Regions from separate parts of the Gossypium arboreum genome. Here region 1 is linked to region 2. Evidence: chromatin contacts called from public Hi-C data. All regions are on one chromosome and are shown on one strand. Each heading gives the region's core, a stretch centred on a gene start, on an enhancer-like site or on the middle of the called end of the contact. The rest is flanking DNA. Distances are from core to core; before and after follow the strand shown.

Evidence for each region. Hi-C and Micro-C count contacts between places; a contact is called where the count stands out from the background.
Region 1: a Hi-C map of leaf shows a contact between it and region 2, with 2.7 times the contacts expected there. The contact joins the promoter of LOC108479556 here to the enhancer-like site in region 2. A contact is called at or near these places in 3 of 5 Hi-C or Micro-C datasets (all in leaf).

The regions. Positions count from the first base shown.
Region 1 is chr12:102,798,251-102,805,472 of ASM2569848v2, forward strand. It overlaps LOC108479556 (protein indeterminate-domain 4, chloroplastic-like), which reads left to right and starts at 5,206. Exons shown (of 4, transcript XM_053023145.1): 1 at 5,206-5,349; 2 at 5,781-6,045; 3 at 6,306-6,702. The coding sequence starts at 5,889.
Region 2 is chr12:102,726,934-102,733,513 of ASM2569848v2, forward strand. It overlaps the pseudogene LOC108479836. Among protein-coding and RNA genes, the nearest start is that of LOC128285488, 10 kb to the right of the region's middle. Within about 2 kb of position 2,193, at least 2 of the 2 cell types and tissues checked have an H3K27ac peak or open chromatin away from gene starts, as enhancers often do. A contact at or near this core is called in leaf, where this site is marked.

The DNA of each region.
Region 1 (7,222 bases), core at 3,956-6,455, 74 kb after region 2:
GCTTAAACCAAGCCTAATTTCACCCCACATGGTTGAGCACACGGGCATGTGTCTCGACCGTGTGTCTGTTGTAATTTAGCTATTCAAGTCAGTCTCGAGCACGGCCTAGACACACGGGCGTGTCTGGTGGCCGTGTGATGTACACAGCCTTGGCACATAGGCGTGTGTGGCCATTTCGAAGGGTACACGGGCTAGACACACGAGCGTGTGGTTGGCCCTGCGACCCAAGTCAGTTTCGACCACGGCCAAGGCACATGGATGTGTCTTGTGACCGTGTGATTAAGTCAGTATGTATGCCCTGTTTTGCCACGGTTTAGACACACGGGTGTGTCTAAAGCCATGTGAGACACACGGCCTGTTCACACGGGCGAGTGACCTGTGAAACTTTGAAAATTTTGTTAAGTTTCTGAGAAAATTTGTATGTGCTCGTTAGTCTCGACCCCTTTCTAAAGCATGTTTAAGGTCTCGTTGACCTATTTAGGACTTTGTAATGTGAGTGATGATGATGCTATGATGATTGAGTAATGAATGCAAGATGATTAGATTTGTTTGGCAACGCCTTTAACCCTAGTCTGGAAACGGATATAGGTTAGGGGTGTTACAAAAAGCTTCAAGATTCAACAATGGTAATGTTTATAATTTTTAACAGTTTTACAAATTAATCCTTGGGTTAGCTAAATTAAGCTCCCAAGATCTTTAAAACATAAAAATTACAAGAAAATGACTTGGATTACCTTGGAAATTGAAGGACTAAAGTTGGACGATTTCAAGCCCTAGTTTTTCCGCTTTGAATCGGTGGGGAAGAAGATGGATACAAAAATGATCTTATTTTGCTTTAAAAATTCCTTTTTATACTTGGTTTAGTAATTATTAAACCTTAATTAATTAAGTTAAGCTTTAATTAACTATCTAATTGACAAAATTTAAGAACCAAACTTAATTAAACTTTATAATAACCTCATAAATATTAAATAGTAATATTTACGGACTCACTCATCGAAAATGGGTTTCTGAAAATTTTATTACAATTTAGGATTATTGAGCAACAAATCAATATATTGTAATTGGAGAAAAACTTGGATCAAGCAAGGAAAGTTTCCAAAGAGTCTTAGTGTAATCTACTTATGTTATGTAAAAAGATACGGATTTTGAAGAAGATAAAATCAATAAAATCAATTTTATTATGTTTTATAATAAGTGATATATTTCGAGTGAAATTTCAAAGATTCCTTTGTATCATGCTTGATCTTTTACAGCGTATTACAATGATTATTTAAAGACTTTTTCAGAGGAGATTAAAAGAGCGTTTGTTTTGTTTATGTTAAAAACTTATTTGAATGAAAATATTTTTATAAGTTTTTCTTGTTGATTAATTTACAACTAAGCTTTAAATTAGAAAAGTCTTAGTGGGAGAGGGAGAGTGATCTAGATTATGTATGGGAGTGGGGTTTACAACCAGATGAGTGAACTAAACTTAAATCTCATCTTAGTACAAGTTGACTAATAGTAGTGAACAAATTTTTTGTGTCCATCTCTACTTATCCTATTAGTGGCGCCAAAAACTTGTAACGCTCGATTTGTACAAATGTGCACAATCGTTATCAAGTAATAAGTAAGTAAAAGAGTTATCATCTCCACAAGGGCTATGTATGTTAATCAATTAATTGTAAAATTAGAGCTAATAATATGGTGATAAAAACACAATATTTCTGAGTGGCGTGACGTAAAAAATAATTACTGAATGTAAAATGATCCCTAATGCAATTTTAATCAAAATGCAAAGTATGAGATGAAATGTATGAAATGAGTTTGGTAGCAAAAACACAAAATTCAACAATCAATAACATGAATAAGCTAAGATAATTACATCATTCAACTTAATTCATTTTTCTTATGCTTAACAGTGTTTGGAAAATATTCCATGGCAACTCGATCTTTCATTGGCTTGAAACCAAATTAAGTCCTTTCAGAATCTTTTACTTAGTAAAACATACATTTTACTGATCATATTAAGCTAAGGGTTTCTTAGTATTCATGTGAAGTAACAAGGACTGGGTTTGAAACAATTTAATCACATAAACTTAAAAGCCATGCAAGGTAATAGAGCTTGGTCAAGTTATTATGAACCTTTATTTATTCTGGGTCGGACATAAATTAAACATGCACATTTCAATTATAGTCTCTATTAGCCATCGTCTGGTTAGGATCCATCAGCTAATTCTAATACATCCATACATCCCTTACTCATTTCCTTCATCTCTCATTTCATAAGCATTCTTTCTCTCATTCTTTCCTCTCTTCATTCCTACGCATAACATCCCATTTTTTCATTATCTTTTTGCCAGCAAAACCTTGAGAAGATCATCTCTTGGCCGACCACCTTGAGGAGCCATTAGCAAAAGAGCAACACAAGGATCGGAGGAGAACATCTTCAATCAGAGTCACGAGATTGCTGATTCGACAGAGTTTATTCTTCTTTTACTTTGTTATTTTAATTTAAGCTGGTTTGCAATGTGCTTTATTATCTTGTCATCAACAATGGTAACTTAATTCTGTTTAGCTATGATGATTGCATTAATTCAATGAAATTTGTTTAAATCATGTTTATCGTGTTTGTGCTTCAGTTGATCATGTTTTAAATTAAACTCAAGTATGTATTTCAATAATACGTGATTGGATGCATTAGAATTAGCTGAGTGATCCTAACCACATAAACACAACAATTGAAATGTGCATGCTTAATTTATGTCTGACCCAGAATAAATTAAGGTTCGTAGTAACTTGACTGAGCTCTATTACCTTGCATGACTTTTAGGTTTATGTAATTAAATTGTTTTAAACTATGGACTAAGATAAAACTTTGATTGAATGGTAAAAATTAAAGTTTTATTCATGCAAATGTCATGGTTCAAATCCCACCATATATAAATTATTTATGCTAAGCAACAAATATCTATACTATCTAGCATGGAAAATTCAACAAACTTTTAGGTTGATAATATTGTTAATTGAGTTGGTGTTACAATTTAAACACGCCTTTATGTTCTAAATACATAGTTTTCATATGCATACATGTGTGATTGAATTTTCTATTAATAATATTGTTGATTAAGTTGGTGTAACAAATTAACTTAACACCAACTTTGGATTAATGACAATATCATGATAAATAATTGTATTGCATATAATATGTAATATAATGTATTTATTGTTTAAATTTCGTTCTACTCATTATTTAATTTATTTTAATATCACACATATCTAATATGTTATTATTAATTAGTTTCAAACTTTACATTTTATTATTCATTATATTTTATTTTTAAACTTAGAGTTTCTAGTAATTAATTATGATTTTAAAAATTTAAAAGTAGATTAAAAATGGTATGAAAAATAACATTTCTCTTTTTAAAGGATAGCACTAGAGTGGGGCAAAACTACTTTATCCATTTCGCCTCATTCTTGTACGAGTGTTCAAAAGTTTATTTTCTCATATGTTAGTTATTCTAAAATCATGACTTATTTGAAATAAATATTATTGTCGATATAGGATGACGTAAATTTAAATATATTGAAATATATTATTTCCTATATATGAGATGTCAATGTAATTAGTGAGAATTTAAAATAAAAATAGAAAATAAATAAAATTTCATATTTTATGACGTGTTTCGCTCGCATTATAGAAAATTATTTATTAATAAAAGCTCAAAACAGTAATTACTATATTCTATTTTATTTGAAATAAAATAAAGTTTATTAAATGATAAAAAGAAATAAAATTTATGATGACAGAATGGCAAAATTATCAGTAGAGCAAGTTGAATCCTTTAGCAGTGTTTATGTATCAACTGTTGTTCAGTAACTTAAAAAATCAGTAAACAGTTTAAAGAAATTGATTCATCGTTAAGGAGGAAAGAGAGGGTTTTGTCTTGAAGCTGGTAAGAAGATACGAAATAAGAGAAGGAGAGCTGGGCAGAGGGTAAGGCTTATATGCATGTTGGTGGCCCCTCCGCATAACGACACATTTTCCTGCATCAATCCTCATACCAACAACCTCCTCTTCTGGTCGGGTTTGGATCGAATTTTAATTTTTTTTATTTTATTTAATTTTTATATAAATTTTATTTATTCGATTTAATAACTTTCTTTATGATAAAGATAGAGTCATGTTGAGTTCAGACTGAGTTTGACTTTTGGGATAATTTTGACATGCATTCAATTTAATTTGTTCTATTCAATAACTTTTTTTTATATAGAATTAAGGTTAAGTCTAATTAAGTTCAGATAAAGTTTGAACAAAAATTCACTTTTGTGTTTAGTTTTGGCATGAGTTTAGTTTTATTCATTTCAATAGCCTCCGCTTTAATAGAATTAAGATTTTGTTGAATCAGATTCAGACTTGAATAATTTTTATTTAGTTTTAATGTGGATTTGATTTGATTTAATTCAACGACGTCCTTTTCTATAGAAGTAATAAAGTCAGGTCGAATAAAATTTTAGATCGAATTCGAATAAAAAAGGTGAATACCTTTTCTTAGTTTTGACGAGGGTTCTATTTAATTCAATAATAATCTCTTCCAACAGAAGTACTTTGCTAAGTTTTTATATGGGCTTGGTTTGATTCGATTCAACAACCATTTTTTCCCAATAAAGGTTGGATCAAGTCGAATTGAGTTCAGATCATATTTGAACAAAAATATTTTCTTTATCTAGTTTAGGCATGGCTTTGCTTTGAGTTGATTCAACAACCTCCTCTCAATAAAGGTAGGGTTAAGTTGAACAAGATTCGAGTTTAACTAAACAAAAATTTCTTTTGTTTAGTTTTGATATTTAATTGGTTTGATTTGATTCTAAAGTATATTTGTATTATTTAAAACATATTAAAATTTTAATAATTTATTTTAATTTTATTATTGATAAATTTGTAATTATATTTAAATAAAATATATTTTATTATTTAAGTATTGTAACTAAATATGAATTTAATTAATAACTATTATAAGGTACAAAAGTTTCATAAATACGGTTAGAAGAATTACAAGTGTCCTTTGAATAGATTTAAAAATCTAAAATTAAATAAATGAGATATCCGTCATTATTCTAACTCCTCTTGTAAAATCCGATCTTCTTTAAGTTTCGAAAAATTATATTTCTTTTTGAAAAAATGTGTATATATATTTCTTAAAGTAAGAAGCAAATGGGATTTTTTTTTTTTTGTTTGTACCAAAAACGAAAGGGGAATTTTATATTCTACAAGTACAACAAAAAGGATTGAGAAATGAGATAAATTATCATAAGAATACACCAGAGGAAAGAGAGAGAGGGGTTAGCATAAGGGATAAACGTGTATGTATTTGTTTTTGTCTATACATACATACATACATGCATACATGCATATATGTGACATGAAATACTTCAAGTTTGCAAGTGTAAGTCATATATTTTATAAGAAAAAAAAATCAACAACAATTTGAAGAAGAAATTATGAGGAGTCTATAATTTAGATTGTTTTCTTTCTCTTCAACTCCGGATTGTTGCTGTCTCCTTAGATACTTCCTTCTTGGTATTTTGTGGGCTTTTTATCTCTAGTTTTCATTATTATTTTTTCCTTTTCTCTGGTTTTTGTCTTCTTGTTTCTTATTTTATTGATTCCTTGCAAGATTTTCGAAAGAGAGCTGAAGGGGATGCAAACCATCCCCCCCACCCCCCTTCCTATGGCACAAACCCTTTATTTTCTTTCAATTATGAGGTAATTTGATTGATTTTTTGAATTCTAGGTTTGGTGGTTTCTAAGAAGAAGTTTGCACATAGTTTTGGGCTGAGAAACAAGATAAGATAGCAAGGAAGCAAGCAAAGAGTTAAAAGGTTATATATAATCATTGAGAATGGCCACCGCTTCATCGTCGGCAACTTTCTTCGGAAACAGCGGAGAAAATGAAAACCCGATGATAAAACAACAATCATCCGCCGCACCCACTTCCTCAACTGCTCCAACCACTGCACCTCACTCTAAGAAAAAGAGAAATCAACCTGGAACTCCAAGCAAGTATCTCTTTACATACATCTCTTTATGTTTTTTCTTTCTAGGCTTTTACCACATCTATCCTATGAGTAAAGCCAATAAAGAAACAAGTTTTTTTTTTTTTTAAATTCAAAAACTAAAGATAATCCAATGAACCCTAATCCAAAAGTTGGTCAGCTTTCATCATAATTTATTCTGGGTTTTTTTTCTAAATTTATCGTCTTTTCCCCCAAATTTTCTTGGGTTCTTTTTTGGTTTTGTCATTTATGAAACCAAGCAGATCCAGATGTGGAAGTGATAGCACTATCTCCCAAGTCTTTAATGGCAACCAACAGATTCATCTGTGAGGTATGCAACAAAGGGTTTCAGAGGGAGCAGAATTTACAGCTCCATAGAAGAGGACACAATCTGCCATGGAAGCTAAAGCAGAAGAGCACAAAAGAAGTGAAGAAGAAGGTTTATCTTTGCCCTGAACCCACATGCGTCCACCATGAACCCTCGAGGGCACTTGGGGACCTTACGGGCATCAAAAAGCATTACTCGAGAAAACATGGGGAGAAGAAATGGAAGTGTGAGAAGTGTTCCAAGAGGTATGCCGTGCAATCTGATTGGAAAGCTCATTCTAAGACTTGCGGCACTAGGGAGTACAGATGTGACTGTGGCACTCTCTTCTCAAGGTAATTTTTTATCCTTCCCTTAATCATTAATATAAACTTTTCTTTCTCTGAGGTTATCAAAGTTGACAAACCAAGTTACCATGAGAGCAAAATATTTGTTTGAGAAAGATTTGGGGACTGGGAGTTGGGCAGTGATAAAAGCCTGTTCTTTTGTTTCACCTTTTTGGATTACTTATCTAAAGATTAGCTCTCTCTCGCTCTCTCTCTCTCCTTCTTCTAGTTCTTCACTTTAAACTCTTAAAAAAAAAAAAAAACTGGTTGCACGTGAACAATAATCTGCGAAACTGCCATGGCTGATAAGGATTCTTGGCAACCAAACAAAAATTAGTAAAAATTTTATTTCTTCATTTCTCCCTTGGTAACATCGCCTTTCATCTTTTTCATATTCACGTGTTGTTAATTCATACGCTGTCATGAAGTATATTGTTACTGGATTTGTTCTCATGTGATGAGTGTTACACATATATATTTATTTATATGTATGTATATATTTATGTTTTACTGCCATTGTTTAAACGTT
Region 2 (6,580 bases), core at 943-3,442:
CTATTTTGGTTCTTTCAGCCTACTCCCTCTCTTAAGCATCGACTGCATAGGGTATTAAATGCCATCATTAATTTACGCTTAAGAGAATGCCATTATTTTTATTAAAATATTAGGTACATTCAAGTGTGATCATTCATTATTAGGTATGTTCAAGTGTGATCATTCATATTTAAACTTATCTTTCCAAATAGCTTATTCCATTTCAATAGTGACTAGTGGATCGGAAACTGATGAGTACCTTTTGTGCATACAATTCCCTTTTATTCTTCTTCTCTGCGTAATGACGGCTATAACTGCTAAGTTTATGCTGACGTCTCTTTTTGCAATTTTAAATCTAATTTGACCAAAATTATAATTTTTTTTTCTTTTCTAGTTTTGGTATTCATATATTTGTTTTAAACATCGTTAATACAGCTTTTAATTCGCTATGGAATTACTGGTGGTAAAGGAACTCTTTCTGATGAGTATGTTATGCTTTCAGCTAAATGCCAGGTATTCTTTATTCTCTTTCTCTCTCATCCGTCTAACCGTCATGCATCAATTACATTTGCGTGTGCTTTATGTTGCTGCAGGCTTTAGCAAAACTTCTCCCTTCACTCAAGAGAAGTGGGCATCGAGTTCTGATTTTTAGCCAATGGACATCAATGCTTGATATCTTAGAGTGGACTTTAGATGTTATTGGAGTTACATATTAACGGCTTGATGGAAGGTGTTGCTTACATTCTGCTTCAATAGACTTTTCTTTGTCCTCCTTTATGGGATAAAAGTTTTGTTGTTTTCTTTTAAATTGCTGGTTCCAGTTTTCTACTATGAGGCTTAACTAGTGCAGGCATTTTTTACGGGCAGATAAACATACTGTTCCAGTTTCTTTTTCCTATACATTCTCTAACATTATCTGTGCATTGAATATATCTTACTTTGAGCAGTACTCAGGTGACTGATAGGCAGACTATAGTTGATGATTTCAATAATGACACTTCAATATTTGTGTGCTTGTTGTCCACGAGAGCTGGAGGGCAGGGTTTGAACTTGACAGGAGCTGATACTGTAATTATCCATGACATGGATTTTAATCCACAGATTGACCGGCAGGCTGAAGATCGTTGCCATCGAATTGGCCAAATTAGGCCAGTTACTATATACAGGTGCTCAGAAATACCCTTCTTTTCCCATTTTGTATTTCTTCTTCTTGGCTCATCAATGCATTGTGAACTTGTAGATGCAAAATTAACATAGTTTCGTATCATTTGCAGGCTGGTTACTAAAGGTACTGTTGATGAGAATGTTTATGAGATTGCAAAAAGCAAGTTGACTCTGGATGCTGCAGTGCTAGAGTCGGGTATTGCTATAGAGAATGAAGGTGACACATCTGAGAAAACGATGGGACAAATACTGACATCACTATTGATGAACTAGAACTAAACTAGTATGTGATAGATTTTTGTTTTCTTTACTTTTGCTTATTCTTTGTACACATAAGACCCATTGTTGTATCAGTTCGTAGATGAAGAGAAAATTGTCTTGATCTATTAGATTTAGGGTCATTTGAGGGGAAAATCAACCTTTAAAATTTTTAGGCATGCCTTACATAGGTATTAATTAGCCAACAGCAACATAGAAGAATATTTATGAGAAAATTATTAGCAGGAGAGATGGTGATTTTTCGGTGCCTTTCAGATGGAAGTATCAAAACCCCACCTCCTGAATGGCTCCATCTTCTCCTTAAAGAGAAACTAATTCATTTGTGATCTTACATTTGATATGGTAAAGAGTACCAATATTATTATTATCTTAGAACCCTTTTACTTGGTGGAGGTGGATTTACATCAGTATGAACAAATTTTGGTAGTTGGCAGCTAAGTTATCTTTGGAGGTGATTATTTGATATGGGTATGTGTTTGATAGGCTTAAGTATTTTTTTTTTCTTTTCAAAGTATTATTTCCCTCTTCATGTTCAGAGGATTATATTTTGTATTCATGTCCAAATGCGTCAAATATAGTTATTGAACACGCGTATTTTAGGAAAAATAAATAACTTGGATAGATACGGAGCATATTAAGACGAATGAAGAGCACCTTAGAGAAAATAAAGCATCTGAGTAATATAGATTAGTAAATTGGTAAATTTCTGGTAAGCTATGAAGATGCCTCGGAGTTTAGGGAATTTGGATATGCAGATGATATGAACTGTTAATTAGCGTTCTGATGTTTGAATGATGGAAACGTTGAGGGCAGGAATATATTTTCACAAGAATGAACACTTCTCTATTGATTGACTCAAAAACATACCACGTGATGAAAATTCATGCGTAAACTATTTTTAGTTCAAATTGCAAATTATGCTTTTTTTAAATCTTGTAATTGGCATGTAGTATATGGTAGGCATAAGGTTTGTAATACAAGGCACGAGGGAGGGAATATTTGTGGGATAGGGATGGAGAGCAGCCCCCCCCATGTGGAGGGCTGGAGGAGGAGAAGAGAGGCAGGGGCCACTCCAGGGTGGGGCGCCCTACAATTACTCCTCGTCTACGGCCTACCCCACCAAATAACAATTGCCATCACCATTGGACCGTACTACCATATCTATACCGAGGTAATTCATGTCTCCTTTGTTCACATGATATATTTTAAGGTAAATAAAAGATAAAATGTTATTTCTAAGGTACTGTTGATACGAAATGTTAAATGCTTTAGTGATTAAGAAGTCGAGATTCGAAGGTACACATGTTTTTGAATACTAAAATAAAAGAGAAATCCTCTCAAATTTTGGATTAATTTTTAATATTGGATAAGTAACGCCAACCTTCGAAAATTAATGGTAGATATAGAGACATGGTTTTAGGTAAGCAATGGTCCAGAATCTATAAATGGGTTGCATGGAGGAGGTAAAATGAGTAAGTCCATCAATCAATGATACTAAAAGATGGGGTTTGGGAATGGGAAAAACATGGAAAAGTTGTTAGTTGGAATGTAATGTCGCTTAAAATTCCATTTTAAAGATATTTGTTGCTGCGTCCATCCCCATCTCCTTTTTCTCTCTCTTTCTCTTTCATGTTAGAGAATCTTTTTACGGCTTTGATGAAAATGATGATTGATGGAGAAAATTTGGCTGCCCGTGACCTCCAACCGTCTCTTTTGCTTGCTGTCATTATTTGTAGGTTAAATGGTTAAAATTTACCCCCAAAAGAAAAGAAAATTCCTGCTTAAAAGTGACACCATGAATCATTTGATTTGTTCAGGTTTGGTTTCTACTTTCCTTTGTGCTTTTAGACTCTGACGGGAGGTCGTTTTGATTTTTAATAAATACATTAAAAATTAATTTAATTTGTGAAATGGAAATTCAATTGATAATTAAAGGAGCTGAAACTGACTTCAGTTTTTTTTTTTATTTGACAGAAAACTGACTTCAGTTGATTGGTTTAATAGGTTTTCTATTATATATAAAGCAAAAGGTGGCCTAAAGACTAGATCTTGAGCATGAACATGAAGTCAACCATAAACTTGAATTTAAAAACAAATCTCTTGTTGGTGTTTTAGAAAAAAAATTAAAACACTTCAAAATTAGTATTTTCAATAATTTATTTTTACATACCTTTGATAATTCAAAATAACAAATAATTTGGATAGATTTTTCTATAAAAAAGTGTGGAACATGATATGTAAATAAGTAAAATCTTTTAATTAATTCAATTTTATTTTATTTATTTTTACATTATATTATTTCATAAAAAATTATGTTTAAAATTTAATTTTATTTAAAATAAAGTAAAATGTTTAAAAATTAAGGATGTAAATTTTATAATTTAAAATTTTTATTTATCAAACACTCAAATTCTATTTCGTAATCAATTATAAATAATATATTTTATAATTTTAATTTTTAGTTATTGCTTATTTTTGCACTTTAATTTATAATTTATCAAATAGTTTAAAAAATTTAGGTAGGAATAAATAAGTTAACTTTTGTATACAAGTTAAGGAGAATTAGCAGGCTTTTCTGGAACTCTACTGTCAGAAAAATTATCCGTCATATAAAATAAGCGAAAATAGAAGAATGGAGATGGATTAATTAGATTTGTTTAATTAATAAAACTTAAACATTCCATTACACAGAAGAAGGAATTAAAATAAAAAAAGAAATAGTAGGGGTCATACTCGCAGTGCTTGTCAAAACATGTCTCTCTCTCTTAAATGCTTGAATCCGAGCAGAGAGACAGTAAAAAGTAAGAGAGGCAAGGCAAGGGCAATGGAGGAGTGGGCGCCATGTGTCCTTAGAAATCCAGGTGTCGCCATCAGCTCACATGCATGAAACTCAATTCACATGTTTCCCTGTTTTTAATGAAAAGTTTACATTCATTCGTGTTGGGATTCATTCCAGTTTCACCATTTCCATATTAATTGCATTTCCTTTTTAACTGCTGCCTGGCTACACCACACTTATAATGTCTGTACTCCAAGCTATCCATCCCAACTTCTAAACAGTGTTTCAAATGTGCTCCGCCGTTTTTTAACTTCTCCACTCCCTTACATTTTAAGGGTTAACTCTCACCCTCTTAACTGTGAAAATAACTATTTTATATGGATGATACACTGCAGGGATGCATTGCAGTGTATAACATCTTACATATATTTTATAATATTTTATTATTTATTTTAATGCCTTTGAAAATTAGTTATTAAATATACATCGTAATATTTTACATAAAAATATATTGACTTTATGAATCTTATGTCAATAAATAAAGGAGACTTTAATTCATAGTATCTTAGGTGTGTGTTTAAATTATTTCGATTGGTTGGGGACAGATATATACTCTACTCAATATTACAAGCTTACAGTATAAATACAAACTAGTTTACGACTCATGCTAGGCATGGGTGAATTTTATTTATTTAATTAAAATACTTGAAATCAAATTTAAAAATTATTTTATATTTTAAAATTGTTGTTAAATTTTGTTAATATAGCAAAAAAAAAAAACCTTTATGGATATTATTAAATTTTAATAATACATTATACATTACATTATAATACAAATATTCTAAGCACTATAAATGGTTAATTAAATAATAATTGTTTTTACTTATAAATAATGATTTAAATTATTTCAATCATCATTATCTAATTAAATGGGTTTGCATACTTAAAATTTCAAACAATTCTAAATGGATAATATTAATTTTAGTATTCGTAATATAGATATACTTTGAGATTTAAGATTTAATAATTTTTCATTTTAAAATATTTCTCTGAATTAATGCTAGTTTATCGATAGGGTATATTTTATTTAATTATTTACTTCTTATGGATAATGATTTATACTTAAAGTTTAAATTATAGTTCTTTTCATTTATTGTAGATAGGATTAATTTAATTTGAAGTTTAAAGGTAGAACTTTTGTTACCTTAATTGCTCTTTATTATACATCAACAATGTATGTCCAAAATTAAATTTACAAAGGTTCTTATATTCATTAAATTATCTTTCACTATACATATCTTAAGAAAAAAAGCAAAAATGGAATATAATTATCTCAATATAACTTAATTGTTAGAATAATACCAATCATCTTAAACAAGTCCCTTTATTTATATATATATATATATATATATATATTTCGAAATTATTTGCAAGTAAATTGAAGCTGTGGAAAAACAATACTTATAATTAGTACCATCTAATTTAGATGCCTGTGATTGAACAAAATAAGAAAATAATGTACACTCAATATGTTTACACAGTTCAATTTTCTTATGTTTATGGAGCCTTCTCATAGAGATAATATACTATCTTAATAACTTGTAAAACAAGTGATTACAACATCTAATGCTAACTAGATTAGACTCCTCACTTTTGCACCTAAAATCTAAACAACTCTTAGATTTTGCATTCAATGGAAAATGTTCATCTTTGAAAAAAAATAGGTGCTCTTAGATCAGTAGATCACCTATACAAGTTTTCTCAATTTTTAAGTAATCGAGCCATTCTAACATGTTATATCAATTACAATCGATCTTTCCAAATAAATAGCATGATAATCTACATGTGGAATATCTCCAATGAGTCTAGGATAAGTTTTGAATATTCAGGGTATGCTTCCAAGTTTACCCAATCTGATCAAATCTCTTCAAAGTTGGGAAGTTGATTTCCTTGATTCAATCCAAACCAATCTTCAAGATATGTTACTATAATGGTTTGCATATCATAAATGAGCTTGTAGTTGTCCAAAGTATCAACAAGAATCAAAATCTCAGGATTTTGTTACCAAAATTTGTCAACACAAAACATGGCAAGTTTTTGAGCGGTGCAATGGCAGCCACCAATAGACATTACTCCTTAGCATTGCTCAAAAATTGCCTCAGCATTCTCCCCTAGAAGAACATATACAACAAAAGATACAAATGTTCCCCTAAGTAACACCCCCTTAATCAATTACACTAAACTATTAACATAATCAAACAAATAAACTACTAATGCCATAAAAAAAATACTATAAATTATATTATATCAAGCAGAATTGAAAATGGCTCACAAAATAACAAACAAAAGTAAAGAAAAATAGTCAATAAACAATTCCTA